Regions from separate parts of the Mus musculus genome. Here regions 2, 3, 4 and 5 are each linked to region 1. A link is a contact called in public HiChIP or PLAC-seq and Micro-C data. All regions are on one chromosome and are shown on one strand. The core of a region is the stretch at or near the end of the contact, and the rest is flanking DNA. Distances in the headings are between cores, read along the strand shown.

Region 1 (2,700 bases), core at 173-2,672:
TGGCCTCTCCCTGCTTCCTCTTTCTTACAAGGCGCTCTGGTTGTGTTTCCACTTCGTCTCCAATTATGTCTAAACGCAACCCACCACAGATGCTGACATTTTAAATGTTTAGTTGTTATAGTTACTTGACTAATTGCCTGGGACACTGGCAGGGCTTCTTCTCTCCTGCAGGCAGGAGAGAAGGGAGTGGGGTGCGGAAGCCCAGCAGATGGGGTTTTGAGCCACTACTCCTGGCCTGGCTGGGACACCTTGCCACGCCCAGGAATGTGCCCCGCAGGGAGGCTCCACCAGTCACTGGCTCCAGCCAAGGCAGGTAGGCGCCCGGCGCGGTACCGCCTGGTCTCAGGATGCCAAGAACTGTGTCTCCTGCCCCGGGACAGGGGAGATGGACAAGGTCTGCCCAGAAAGTACTTCTGCCTGACCTCGCGGTCCGCCCACGCCTGCTATGTCTAAAAGGCCGGTGAAATGAGGAAATGAGGTGGGCGTGGGGGGAGGGAGGACTTTGGGGTACAGGAGAGTTAGAAGCCTCTGCAGGTTACTCACGTGCCAGATAGCGAAAAAGATGAGCGCAGCGCAGAGCACCAGGGACAGCATGTAGCAGAAAGCAGCGAAAGTGAAGGCCATGGCTGAGGACCCCGGATCCCACCACACACAAAGCCGCTCCCTGGAGACCAGTGCCTTCCCAATTAGCAGTCAGAAAGATGTCTAGTCTACACACTCCGGGTAAAAACCCAAACGACTAGAAGCACCCACGACAAGCAGAGACAGAGTTGAGGGTCAGCGAAGCCCGGACGATTCTGGCAGGACTGGAGACCCGGGACTTGGAGCGCCCACAGGCACAGAATGCCTCTGGTAGCAACAGTCCCCCTAGCCGAAGAAGAAACCTAACCAGCAGAGAACACCTGCAGACCAGTGTCAACTAGAAAGGTTCTCGAAACTAACAGGCACCGGGTGCGAGGACTCCACTCTGGACCAGGCGAGGAGGTCCGGTCCTCTGGAAAGAGCTCTCTCTGTTGGTGCCCAAGCAAAGAGGTGGGGTGAGCACGACACCCAGACTTCAACAGCCTCCGGCCAGGTGCCTGGACTCCGAATCCCAAAGCCGCTCTGTCCCCAGAGCACAAGTCTTGAGGTGGGCCAGGTCCCGTTAGCCCTGCGCCCCGGGCTGGGGTCTCCCAGCGCAGCTATGCGCACTGAGATGCATCCGGCCCCGGACCCAACCGCGTCCCCCGGCCGCCGGCTTCGGTAACCCGGTGCCTGGGAAACTGGGTCGGGCCGGGGCGGCGTGGGCTCCAGCCTGGAGGGCCAGCTCCCGGCCAGGCGGCTGCGGCGCGGGTTTCCGGCCAAGAGCGGCTCGCAGCTGAATGGGGCTCCACCTGCTGCTGCTGCTGCTTCTGCTGCTGCCGCGGGCGCCGCGAGGAATGCGGCGCTGGGACCCCTCCCTCGCGGCGCCCCACCCTCGCCGGCTCCAGAGCGCGCCCTCCCCGCGGGCGGAGACTGCAGCGGCAGCGGCGGGGGCCAGGGAGGCGGCGGAGAGAAGATGCGGTGCTCGCCCGCCTCTCGTAGGAAACTTGCGGCCCCGCGCGCGCGGAGGCGGGAGGGGCAGGGACTCTTTGAGCACGTGCGCCCGGAGAGAGTGGGAAGGCGGAAGGCTATGGCGACAACGCGTCGGCCGCCCCTAGGCTTCCAGCCCTTTGGAGCACACCAGAGCAGGGAAGTGAGGGATCGAGGGAGTGGAGGGCTCCTGTTGGTTGGGTCCTGCTTAGGCAGATTTCCCAAACTGTAATCTACTTCTGATCTAGGGTGCCTTTACTGCTCTACCCTGTGCCCCCCATAGGATTCTGAATCAGCGCCCATCCCTCGCATCCTCCACTATCCTGCTCCATCTGACCTTGGGATTATTGGAACCTGGTCAGTGGGGAGTGGGAGGTGGGGGAGGAGGGGATAAGGCAAGGGTGCAGAAAGTGTTTCTGTGTTGCTCTGTGGCATTACTAAGAGCTTACATTACTAAGAGCTTACTGTTGAAAGCAGACTCGCTCCTACCTCCAACTTTCTTAGCCTCCTTAAATAAAACCTGAATAGCAATTGAGTGTCTTCAAACCCAACAGGACCTAGCAGGGAGCAATTGGTACCCAGTCAATCCGTAAATGTAGGGACCTCTGTCACAGAGGTTAAGCATCTTAAAAAATTGTATCATAATTGCTCAATAAAAAAAAAAAAAATCCAACCCTGCAGATAGAACTTGGATTTCAGATGAGTCAGCACAGGAAGCAAGAAGAAATGTCCTGAGAGACGAGTAGCAAGCAAGTCCCCCGGGAATCTGAGGTGCACCTCAGAACATCGGATTATGTACAGAAAAGAATGCTTCGCTCCCATCCTCCCCAACCTCTGGATCTTACAGGCTTTGGCCCCTTTTCTGCCACCTCTCCATGATGGTCCCTGAAACTTAGGGAGAAGGAGTGTGATATGATTGTCCATTTGTGGCTGGCTGAGCACTCCACTGCACTTTGACAGGTCATGTATTTACCTTAACTGCCCTCCACGGCACAAAACAACTTCCCTCATGAGATCTAAGAGCTGCACCAACCTATAGGTATAGAGATACAAAGTTAGAGGACAGTTTGATACTAGTTCCATTTAGCAAAATTGTAGAGAGTGTCCTCTGGACATGAACAATTCCCCAACCATGGATTCTGGGCCAGA
Region 2 (2,700 bases), core at 3-2,502, 140 kb after region 1:
TCTGTCTCTCTTCCCAGTCTCAAGATGAAGAGAGCTCAGGATTCTTGACAAATCATAGGCTAATTTTTATTACACTTCTAAATTTAAAAAAGGCTGTCCCCAAAGACCTAAAAATTACTGAGCTGTGAGTGTTGTAAATTTCAGAGACATAAGATGTATTGCTTAAGGCTGTTGGGTCTGTTTGTTTGGTCTTTTTGTTGTTGTTTTCCTCCCAAATGGAAGTCACGTCAGGAAAAATATCTGTCCACACCAGGTCTACATGCTACGACCCAAGTCCATGAAACTGACTAGGGCCCCATGGACCATTTGCCACAGAGTAACATAGTTACTCAGTTCTCTGCTGCTGTGTTTCTCCACTCAAGAAAGCCGTTTAAAGCGCTGGGACAGTGAAACTCCGGCCACTTGAAAATTTCAAACCAGAATCTGAAACGGTGCCCCAATCCCACCCCTCGGTCAGAGGTACAGGAACCAGGAACAAGACATCTGAGCGAGCACTTAAAAGAAAGACAAAACAAACCTAGTAAAACTCCAAAGCAAAGCGCCTCTACACACCCTCAGCCTTTGAAACGTCTTGCCCCCACGAGTTGTTGTTTTTCCTCCCAGAGGGAAGGCAGTTTACGGCCGACTTCGCCTTCCCAGGGTGGAGCACACTCAGCTCTGCTGTCATCTCCCTTGTCCTGGACTGACACGGATACAACTGTGTGTGGTGCTTGGCTGTGCAAGTTCAAGTGTTTCCACCCTAAACCGAGGCAGTGGTTAAATCCTGAGTGCAGAGCAAGAAGCCGGTGGCCAGGGGCCTAGCACACCCTTGTGCTCGAAGTCACAAGCTGCAAAACCAGGCCGCCGGCGGCCCCACCCTGGCCCGTGCCAGTGCGTCTGCGGCCCCCTCCACGCCGGCCGCTCGCTCCTTTCTGGGTCACTCAGGGTGCAGGGCGAGGACGTGATCTCCGCCTCCCACCCTGCAGGGCCCCGGAGCGAGGCTGCGAACTTACTGCAGGCCGAGCTCGCACGCCTGACCCGGGGAGCCAGGGCGGCCTCGCACAGGCGGGCCAGGTCGTGCTGAGTCGCGCCTCCCCGCCGGGGCCGGACCCCCACCCCCGGCCGCCCTCGCCTTCACCCCACGGCCTCACCCCGGCCGCCGGACACACACGTGCCGGGTGACAGCCCCCTATAGGTTCCATACCTGCTGCCGGAAGTGAGCGAGGAGGGCAGTATAGGCATTTCCTGTGACGCCAGCGCCCGGACTCCATTAGACAGCAGCTGGGGGAAGAATCAACACACCAGGGAGCGGAGCGGCGCGGACCCAGCACCGAGGCGGCCGCTGCCTCCGCCGCCGCCTCCGCCGCCGCCGTCCGGGCTCCCAGCTTCGGGCCCGCGCCCCCCCCAGTGCCCGCGAGCCCCCGGGCCGCGCCGCGAGCGCCTCCGGAGGGGGGGGGAAGGGCCCGGTCCTCCTTCTCCCCCTCCTCCCGCCCCGCCGACCCCCGCCGCGCCCCGCCGGCCTCCCACCACGGCCTCTCTCGGCGAGGAAACTCTGGCCTCCGCTTCCTCCTCCTCCGACTCGGACGCCGGCGGAGCCTCCCCGCCCCCGCGAAAGAAGCCCCGAGCCTCGGCGGCGGAGGGAGCAGGAGAGCCCGGGGCCTCGGCGGGCCGAGCAGGCCTCCCCCCCCCGCCCTCGCCCTCGCCGGCCGCCTCCTCCTCCTCCTCCTCCGTGGTGGTGGTGGTGGGACTGCCTCCGGCCGCCCCCGCCGCCCCGCAGCGGAGCAGCGGCCACAGCCTGGTCAGCGGCGGCACCATGCAGGCCAACGGGGCGGGAGGAGGCGGCGGCGGGGGCGGCGGGGGCCAGGGCCAGACCCCGGAGCTCGCCTGCCTGTCGGCGCAGAACGGGGAGTCGTCCCCTTCGGCGACGTCCGCGGGGGACCTGGCCCACGCCAACGGGCTCCTGCCTGCCGCCCCCTCCGCCGCTGGCAACAATAGCAACAGCCTGAGTGTCAATAACGGGGTTCCCGGCGGGGCCGCCGCGGCCTCCGCCACCGCCGCCGCCGCCCAGGCCACCCCCGAGCTGGGCAGCAGCCTCAAGAAGAAGAAGCGGCTCTCGCAGTCCGATGAGGATGTCATTAGGCTCATAGGACAGCACCTCAATGGCCTAGGGCTCAAGTAAGTGTCCGTCCTACAACTGGTGAGGGCCAGGCCGGGGCCGAGCGGCCGGGTGGGTTGCGGGGACCCCGGGGCCCAGTGCGCAGGAGGCCGGGGACAGACAGCCCTGGGGGGGGGGGCGGTGGAGGGGAGGTCTAGGAAAGGGAATCGGCCCGATGTCTTAAGGCCAGCCGAGCCGCCTGGGCTGGGGAGGGGTAGTGGAAACCCAGGGCGACCCCTCCCCGCGCACCTCCAGAGCAGGATTGTCTGTCCGGGAAGGCGGACACCGAGGTTGTTTATGCTGGGGGAGGGGTGGATCAGAGCGGTGGAAATAATGAACCTTGGAGGATTTGTTTTTCAAGTGTGTCTCAGAGGCATCTTTGTGGGACACCTCCCCACCCCCACCCCTGACCGACAGCAGCCCAGGCAAACTACCAATCAGGAAGGACAGTCGCCTACAAGTGTTTATGGGAACTAAGGGGCTGGCATAATTTGGAAAGAGGCTGTCGAGTAAATCTGATGGGAATAATGAAGTCAGATACCCAGTGGAAGTCATGCAGACAGAGG
Region 3 (2,700 bases), core at 4-2,503, 200 kb after region 1:
TATTCAGTTCCTCAAAGCTAATAAAACACAGGGCTCTTTGCATGAGAAATCATCAAAGTAAGAACTGCTGCTAGATAATTTCAATTGGGCAGCCACTGGGTGTTTGACACAAATTCTCACTGTGTATATTTAGGAAATACATATCTACAATCCTAAAGAAAATCGAAGCAGGTAAGATACAGTACTGGGCAAGGTTCATAGTTCCAAAGTTTGTTTCTTCCTATTAAGACAAACTGTCAGTTCATCATAAAAGCGGGAAATATATTCTGTGCAGCCATTCCAGGGCTGCACAAACAAAAAGTTCAATTCGATCAGAAAAGAGGACGTGATTTCATAGGGAAAGGGGCAACAGCCACAGGTCCTGGAGCACTTTACTAGTCATATCTAATTACTTAAAAGTGGTCTGTGCATTACACTACTGCATTACAGCAGCGTGCTGTAACAAAGACTATCATCCCCCAAGGACTGAGAGTACTGAAGTCACATCACACAACTACTACAGTGCTAGGCTGAAGAACACCATGTACTGGTCTGGAAAATACTGTTTGAAACCTGTAACAGAAACAACTATAGAAAATACTGAATGTTAACACGGATTTTATATATATATATATAAAGTTTAGAAACTGGGGATTAAGCCACAGGTATAGTTACTGAGTTTACAGATAGTCCACTGCGGAAGGCAACCAGAAACACTTTGTGGATGCTTCTTTCAAAAACCCTAAAGAACTGCACGTGAAGGAAGCACACCGCCAGTTCTTGGAATGAGTCATCTCCTGGGTGTGGGGAGTCTCCAGAAGGGCAGACACCCACAAGGACAAAGGGGCAAGGGTGCTGCCGGGGACTAGAGAAGGCGGCAAAGCCTCAGGCCGGCCGGCTATGCCCCTGAACGGCTTCGCTCTCTCGGGGACCCCCGGCGGCCCAGGCAGGCGAAGAGGAGGCAGGGGGAGCTGGCTCAGGCCCGCCCGAGGCGCAGCGAGGCTCCTCCGCTCGCGACCCGGGCCCGCGCCGCCGCCCCCTCACCCCAACCTGCCAGCGCCCGCCGGGCCCACCCTCTGCCCATTGCCCCGGCGGTAGCCCTGGGAACGAGCGGCGGCCGCGGCCCGCTTCAACCAAGGATACGAAGTAGACGGAGAGGAAGATGAGCGCGCAACAGTCGAGGAGCGAGAAGAGGAACACCACCGCCTCCATCCTCCGCCGCCGCTCCGCCCGTCAAACCAGCTTCGGGCCGCGCCGCTGGGATAGGCGGCATGCCGGGAGTTGTGGTCCAAAAACGCCACCTCCGCGACGCGATGCATGATGGGAAATGAAGTTCACTAGTGCCCAGGGAGCATAGCAGGTGGACCTCACCCTCATTTAGTATCCACTGCATGAAGTTACTCACCCTGTATGAAATTTTCTGTCTCTCTTTTACTTTGTATCCATCCTTCCTTGCCTATCATATGAAATTTTCTGTCTCTCTTTCACTTTGTATCCATCCTTCCTTGCCTATCATTGTTGGTTTCTGTGGAATGCGCTTTGTATGCGAGTGGTATGATCTTGCTCTGTAAGCCCAGCCTGGCCTCTAACTTGGGTCTCTTTGCATTGGGATTATTGGCATAGGTCTCCACACATGGCTGCTTTAACGCCTGTTCTCTACCCTCCTGCATTCTATAACTTTTCATCTCAAATACAAAGCCACTGAGTTCTGCTCTTCAGTTCCTGACCTGTTTCCCCAGCACTTACCCAGTTGCTTGCCAATTCTTGATAACAGCAAGCTTTCTCACCTCTGAATTTGAAGAATTTTACAGAATCCAGTTATCAACCTTTTTTTAAAGAGGGAGGCAAATAATTTTTACTACACCCTTACTATAGACCAAGAGCTACTGTACACTTCAAGTGCAGAGATGAACAGAGCAAACAACTGCTCTGGTGGTTAAAAGGGCAATAAAGTAGCAACTAAATATTCAAAACAGAACTTGGGTGGGTTCTGTTGCCTTTGGAAGCCAATTCCAGCAGCCATTCACTCGCTCATCCATTTATTTAACTTTCATTTTAAATTTAAATTTAAAGCAGGTAGTGTATGTGAGGCACTGTTCTAGGTCTTAAGAGACACAATGAACAGAGAGGGGAGGCACCCACAAGCCTGCACCTTGCATAGTAAGTGTAGGGGAGATAGAATAAACCACAGAAATTAAAAGCAGTCCCAAGTACCCTGAAGGGCAGGAAGAAACCCCTGAAGAGCAGCAGAGACCAGGCTGAGGGTTTCACACAGGGTTGGACGATTTACAAGGAGCAGAGAGGCCCAAGACAGTAGGCACTTGCTGTGCTTAAAAAGAAAAAAGAAAAAAAAACAGGATGGGGTAGGGGGTGTGCTGGAGGGATGGCTCCCTGGATTCCATTCCCAGAATCTGGATGGCAGCTCACAACTGTCTGTAATTCCATCTCCACGGATCCAGCACCCTTTTTACCACCACACTGGGCCTGTCCTACATCCCTTAGATGGTCTTTTATCCTGAGAAAATGTAATAGCTCACACCACAATTAACCACAATTATTTTGTTTGTTTGTTTAAATTTTTTAATGTATGGGTGCTCTACCTGCATATATGTCTGCATGCCAGAAGAGGGCATCAGATACCAATATAGATGATTGTGAGCCACCATGTGGTTGCTTGGAATTGAACTCAGGACCTTTGAAAGAGATGTCAGTACTCTTAAC
Region 4 (2,700 bases), core at 4-2,503, 180 kb before region 1:
CACACATGACACACACATATACACAGACACACATACACACACAACATAAACACACATACACATATATACATATAACACACACATATACACATACACAGACATACACTCCATATATGCATACATACATACATACATACATACATACATATACACAACACACACACTGCAAAAGAATACTAAATAATTTACGAGCCAGATTCCATTCATATCCCATGCTTGTAATCCTAGTGTTTGCGAGTGGAGGCAGGAAGATCAGAGCTGAAGGCCAGCTTCAGCTACACACTGAGTTTGAGGCCAGTCTGTGCTACAGGAGATATAGTACCATCGATAGCAGAATTAATATCATAGGCTAGAGAGATGGCTCGGTGGCTAAAGCACTTGTAACAGAGTCATGAAGACTGAGCCTGAGATCCCCAGAAACTATGTAAAAGGTTGGCAGATGCGCTGGTCACCTTAATCCCAACACTGGAGAAACAGACTGCGGATCCCTTGGACAAGCTGGCCAGTTACACTAGCCAGAATTGGCAAGTTCCGTTCAGTTGAGAGATCCTGCCTCAATAGATTAAGTGGAACGCAATCAAGGAAGACACCCAATGTCAACTTTGTCAAATGTGTGTCTGTTTACATAGACACATGCACACACTCACGCATACACGAACATGCAAACATACATGTATGCATAAGCACACACCACAGTAGACAGCTCAGAGGACTCTTATAAGCTGGGCGCCAATCCCCCAAATCCAGGAATGAGATGTTCATAGCATTCAGGATGCTTCTGTCACAAGGCATCATTTCTAACAAGGGGAATCAACTTGTGGTAGTTCAAATATGCTTGGCCCAGGGAGTGGCTCAGGAAATGGCACTATTTGTGGGTGTGGCCTTGTTGGAGGAGGTGTGCCACTGTAGGTGTGGGCTTTAAGACCCTCCTCCTAACCACATGGGAGCCAGTCTTCTGTTTGTCTTCAGAATAAGATGTAGAACTCTCAGCTCCTCCTACACCATGTCTGCCTGGATGCTGCCATGCTCCTGCCTTGATGATAATGAACTGAAGCTCTGAACCTGTAAGCCAGACCCAGTTAAACGTTGTCCTAGGTTCTGGTGTCTGTTCTCAGCAGTAGAACGCTAACTAAGACACGGTTGTATGGCTTCCTATTCTGCATGTATAAATAGAACAGTGTGGTATATTCTCTTTAGGTCCAGCTGCTTGGGCTCAGCAGCCTGCATGGAATATTCATCACACTGACTGACTATGGAAGCTATGACTCATTCTCACTAGTGCAGAGAAGTCTCCTGGATGAGCGAGCCTACTGCAACTGATCTCTGTCCGTGTGCATCGTGCTGTTTCCAGCAGGGACTTGACATACTCGGCTGACAGTTAATGATCTTTATTCCCTGAACCATCCAGTTGCCTGGCATCAGGCCACATAGCAAACTTAGCAGGCCCGAGTTTAGCCAGCCCAGTCATAGAACAAAGTATTTCAGAGCCATATGGCAAGAAAGACAGAGGAAGACTGATAAAAAATAAAAATTGTCCTGTACTGGATAGAACTCAAGACATCATCACAAAACTATAGAACACAGTAACGTTCCAAGGACTCCTTCCATACACTAGTTCTCTGTACGAGCCTCACAGTGACATCAGAACAATGGGATGCTTTGTGTAATCCCTGACCAACATGCTGCGGTGATGTGACCCTCTCGGCATTGCTAGATTTTGTTACAAGACACACCTGAAACCTACTCCTTTTATGGAGAGAGACACCAATCTGGTTTAAATTACTTCTCCTGCTGGCTTACCAGTTTGCTCTTCTTATCTCAGTGTGTGTTTGCCTTTCAGAAGGAATTGAGCCGTTCATTAGGCAGGAAGTAAGACTCCGTGAGCTCGGAGAAGCCAGCCCACCCCTCCACCTGGTTTGTAGTTAGTAACACAGTCTCTACTGTAAGAATTTTTATTTTATTAGCGTTGACATTTACTCCTGCATTTGAATTGCAGAAAACCACCCTCCCAAAATAAACTCTCAAAGCCCTGTTGACCTTGCCATCTGCATGAATTATGTAGTAGCAAATGTTAAGGTCCCACTTCGAGGCTTTGCCTGATGATGAGACTTCCTGTTTCCTATGTGAAATAAAAAAGGAGGGTGGGTGGGGAAGCAGGGAGAGGGGACCCACCAGAGGGGACATTACCATGGTTAGTAACTGGATCCACGCGATGGCGTCCTGGAGCAGTCATGGGTGAGAAGCATGTGGGCACATTTATAATTTGCAGGGAACACTGGTAACCCTGTCAGTTGACTCCGTGTGCATAAATACTGTTTTGGATAAGGATGGGGGAGAAAAGCTGTCTGTAGTCCTGAGGAGTTCTTCTACATCATTGGTCAGTTCTCCATATGGAAGATAAATGTTCGCTTCAACAGCTTTGAGTTTGAAATAGTACTGAGTTTTGACCCAGGAAAGACTAGAAGAACATCAAGAGCCCACGGACCTGGATGTCGGGCCCTGATCCCTGCCAAAGGGCAGCACAAGTTCTCTCTAGGTAACCAGCCTCACTGAAATCACGGCCGTTCACAATACACAAATGTGTCTTTTACTCTTCTGTTCTTTCCTATTCTGTCTGTGGCTTCTGCTTCTGCGAGGAAGGGCCACACATATGAACAGGTGAACCGCCTAGACACTATAAATGATCTTTGGTCCAGCCCC
Region 5 (2,700 bases), core at 31-2,530, 200 kb before region 1:
CACTGGCCACAGAGCGTCAGGTGGCCATGCACAGCGTTATTCAACTTGTATTTCAGCAATAAACCTCTTACTGCAAACATTGCAGGGAGCCCACGCAGGGAGCCCCACACAGGGAGCCCACGCAGGGAGCCCCACACAGGGAGCCCACGCAGGGAGCCCCACACAGGGAGCCCACGCAGGGAGCCCACGCAGGGAGCCCACGCAGGGAGCCCACGCAGGGAGAGGGATTACTATATGGTATTGGCGGAAAACTCTAGAAACAAATCTAAATGTTCAGCAAGTGAAGTCCATAAAACAAAAAATACTATACTCATACAAGGAACCGCAATGAACTATGATCAATAGCTATAAAGGGAATGGGCCGCATCCACACTCAACTAACTTCTCAACTCGAAACCTGAAACTGTACTGTTGAGAGGAGAAATCAAGTTGATCGTATTGGTTACTGTAACATTTCAGTAACCTGCAAATGGGGAGAGGAGGACGGGAGAGGACGGAAAAAGAGAGAAGGAGGGAAACAGAGAGGGAGGAATTAAATCAATTTCTCGAGGCATTTTTGTTTTGTTTTGAGATCGTCTCCCTGTGTTGCCCATCCTGACCCATAGCTGTCTATCCTCTTGCCTTGGCTTTCTGAGTGCTAGGAACCATAACAGGCACACGCTACCATGCCTGGCTTGCGATGTCATTTAAAAGACACAATTCAGCCAACATGTAAAGTCCTCCACCCCCAATGCAGAAGTAAATGGATGCCTCTTTGGGACCCCAAAGTTCCTCAACGGGGAGCAGATATTAGAGATTTAGCCAAGAGAGATGATTGTGTTGAGTCACAGAAACCCCTGTCTGTAGCCGCACCCTCCTCTTCTTAGATATGACCGTCACATCCGTGGGTGTTCATCAGGGTGGTGAGTGGGTGTCGACCTTCTGAAGGCAGCTCTGAACTTTCCCAGTTCTCCAGCCAGCAGTGTAAGCTGCCATCTGTTCAGGGACACAGAGGCCCAGGTGCCAGGCATCCTCAAACCACACCCTCTGCTCTTCTTCTGGGTGGGGGTGGGGGTGTCTGAAAGCCCATTTTCTTCACGGGCTTTGAGAGCTCCTGTCCCCTGCAGCATATTACTAAATGCTCTCCGGGGAGCAAGGAGTGATAAACTTAGAAATCAGCCAGATCTCCCGCAGTGACTAAGGACTTAAAAGGAGGAAATGATTAAGGAATCACTGAGCTGTCTGAGGGACCAAGGAGTCCCTCCACCCTGAGTCACAGGGCATAAAAAGTTACATCATAGCCAGGGTTGACTTGCATAAGTGGGGATGCTGATGCCTGTCAGGGGACGGCTCTGCCAGGGGCAACACAGTAGTGGCACATGTGCCGAGGCTGCTCAACTGGACAGAGCTCTCCAAGTACCAGTGAGAAGCCTTGAAGTCACCCTCTTCCAGTGAACCTCTCTTTATGTCCTAAGAGTAAACATGACATGGCTGGCAAATGGACCGGGCAGCCCTGGGAAAAAAAGCAGCTGGTGTGGTTTTGCTGCCATCTGCCAAAGTCTGGAGTGCCCTCATTTGTCAGTCCAGTTCTCTGGCTGTCTCTGCCTTGCTGTCCTGGCAGCTAAGTAGGCTGTGACTCTCCCTCCCCCTCCTTACACAGCTCTTAGGCTCCTGCTGTCCTGCTCTTTCTGTTTCAGTCCCTTGGTTCTAGCAGTATCCTGCTGGGACTTGAATTCCCATGTCCTCTAAGCTGCACAGGGCTGGGACAGGGGGTTGGAGGTTTCTAATGTACAGATAAAGTTACTAAGGTTTCTGGCTTTAGGTGTCACCTAGAAGGCCTCCCTGATTACTTAACTCCTTTCTCCCATGGCAGTACAAGAACTGATCCCATAAAAGAACTTGTCAAAAACCAGGAGGAAAAGCAAGCTAGGCTCCCTCTGGTTCACCTCCAATAGCAGTGACTGCAGGATATCCTAAGCCTGACTCCCAGGCACTAAGGATGGAGGAAGTAATACCTACTTTAGAGAGGGGCAACAGCAAGTCAGGAAATAAAGTCAAGCTGCAGAGGCCACAGGACAATCCCTTGTCCTCCACTCCCCAAAGATGCCTCCCTAGTGAAGGTCCTTATTACCCTGCACAGCAAGTGGGACATCAGCCAGCAAGGACTTTACTAGCTCATTTTCTCTGTGCTAGCATAAGAAAGAGTGCAACTTGCTGGCTGAAATGGCAAAAGGGAAATAAAAACATGCAAGCAAAGAAGGAAGCAAAGAAGGAAGAGAGGAGGGAAGGAAGGAAGGAAGGAAGGAAGGAAGGAAGGAAGGAAGGAAGGAAGGAAGGAAGGAAGAAAGGAAGAGAGGGAACAAGGGAGGGAGGAAAGAAGGGAAGAAGGGAGGAAAGAAGGGGGGCAGGAAACACTTCATCTCAGATTCAAAAGTGCTTTTGACCCCTTGTGGCTCCAAGTCGCTCCATCATAGCAGCAACCACAGCCTTGGCTTTGCTGTGAAACTTTGCAGCCAGAAACTGGATCCACCCATCCTCTGGCCGTGGATAGACCCAGCTTTCTCACCAGCCTTGCAGGGAGAAAGTGAGAGGCCTCTACAGTTATCCACACAGAATCTCCCTTCCTTGCAACCTGTTCATCAAATCCACAACTCCTTTGGGTTTGTCTTCTAAGAAGAACCACATGGGTTTACTCCCTGCTGTCTAAAGAGCTCCACTTCC

The links. Hi-C and Micro-C count contacts between places; a contact is called where the count stands out from the background. HiChIP or PLAC-seq counts read pairs in DNA pulled down with a chosen protein or histone mark.
Region 2: a Micro-C map of embryonic stem cells shows a contact between it and region 1, with 2.4 times the contacts expected there. The contact joins the promoter of Wdr26 here to the promoter of Cnih3 in region 1. A contact is called at or near these places in 1 of 39 promoter capture datasets (the SN4741 cell line), 6 of 484 Hi-C or Micro-C datasets (cerebral cortex, cortical neurons, embryonic stem cells and 1 more), 2 of 115 datasets of contacts at active chromatin or transcription factors (bone marrow-derived macrophages and double positive thymocytes) and 1 of 9 other capture datasets (adipose tissue).
Region 3: a Micro-C map of embryonic stem cells shows a contact between it and region 1, with 2.9 times the contacts expected there. The contact joins the promoter of Cnih4 here to the promoter of Cnih3 in region 1. A contact is called at or near these places in 1 of 39 promoter capture datasets (liver), 2 of 484 Hi-C or Micro-C datasets (both in embryonic stem cells) and 2 of 9 other capture datasets (adipose tissue and liver).
Region 4: an H3K4me3 HiChIP or PLAC-seq map of forebrain shows a contact between it and region 1, with 3 times the contacts expected there. The contact joins the enhancer-like site here to the promoter of Cnih3 in region 1. A contact is called at or near these places in 15 of 39 promoter capture datasets (the 3T3-L1 cell line, 3T3-L1-derived adipocytes, the HPC-7 cell line and 9 more), 13 of 484 Hi-C or Micro-C datasets (the C2C12 cell line, the G1E-ER4 cell line, the HL-1 cell line and 8 more), 14 of 115 datasets of contacts at active chromatin or transcription factors (SST interneurons, bone marrow-derived macrophages, craniofacial prominence and 10 more) and 2 of 9 other capture datasets (liver and macrophages).
Region 5: a contact with region 1 is called in an HNF4G HiChIP or PLAC-seq map of pancreatic cancer cells. The contact joins the enhancer-like site here to the promoter of Cnih3 in region 1. A contact is called at or near these places in 11 of 39 promoter capture datasets (the 3T3-L1 cell line, 3T3-L1-derived adipocytes, the HPC-7 cell line and 6 more), 12 of 484 Hi-C or Micro-C datasets (the C2C12 cell line, the G1E-ER4 cell line, the HL-1 cell line and 6 more) and 11 of 115 datasets of contacts at active chromatin or transcription factors (bone marrow-derived macrophages, craniofacial prominence, embryonic basal ganglia and 7 more).

The regions. Positions count from the first base shown.
Region 1 is chr1:181,351,350-181,354,049 of GRCm38.p6, reverse strand. Cnih3 (cornichon family AMPA receptor auxiliary protein 3) reads right to left here and starts at 1,422. Exons shown (of 6, transcript NM_001160211.1): 1 at 544-1,422. The coding sequence starts at 624.
Region 2 is chr1:181,210,530-181,213,229 of GRCm38.p6, reverse strand. It overlaps Wdr26 (WD repeat domain 26), which reads left to right and starts at 1,252. Exons shown (of 14, transcript NM_145514.5): 1 at 1,252-2,154. The coding sequence starts at 1,793. Gm38664 reads right to left here and starts at 1,794. Exons shown (of 6, transcript XM_011238899.2): 1 at 1,731-1,794; 2 at 1,184-1,420. The coding sequence starts at 1,794.
Region 3 is chr1:181,149,484-181,152,183 of GRCm38.p6, reverse strand. It overlaps Cnih4 (cornichon family AMPA receptor auxiliary protein 4), which reads right to left and starts at 1,253. Exons shown (of 5, transcript NM_030131.3): 1 at 1,123-1,253. The coding sequence starts at 1,191.
Region 4 is chr1:181,534,299-181,536,998 of GRCm38.p6, reverse strand. It overlaps Gm32767 (a long non-coding RNA gene), which reads left to right. Exons shown (of 3, transcript XR_373754.2): 3 at 1,198-2,003. Among named protein-coding and RNA genes, the nearest start is that of Gm32767, 4.4 kb to the left of the region's middle. Within about 2 kb of position 1,253, at least 72 of the 459 cell types and tissues checked have an H3K27ac peak or open chromatin away from gene starts, as enhancers often do. A contact at or near this core is called in SST interneurons, forebrain, hippocampal neurons and 2 more, where this site is marked.
Region 5 is chr1:181,551,526-181,554,225 of GRCm38.p6, reverse strand. No RefSeq gene overlaps it. Among named protein-coding and RNA genes, the nearest start is that of Gm32767, 13 kb to the right of the region's middle. Within about 2 kb of position 1,280, at least 113 of the 459 cell types and tissues checked have an H3K27ac peak or open chromatin away from gene starts, as enhancers often do. A contact at or near this core is called in the C2C12 cell line, the G1E-ER4 cell line, the HL-1 cell line and 3 more, where this site is marked.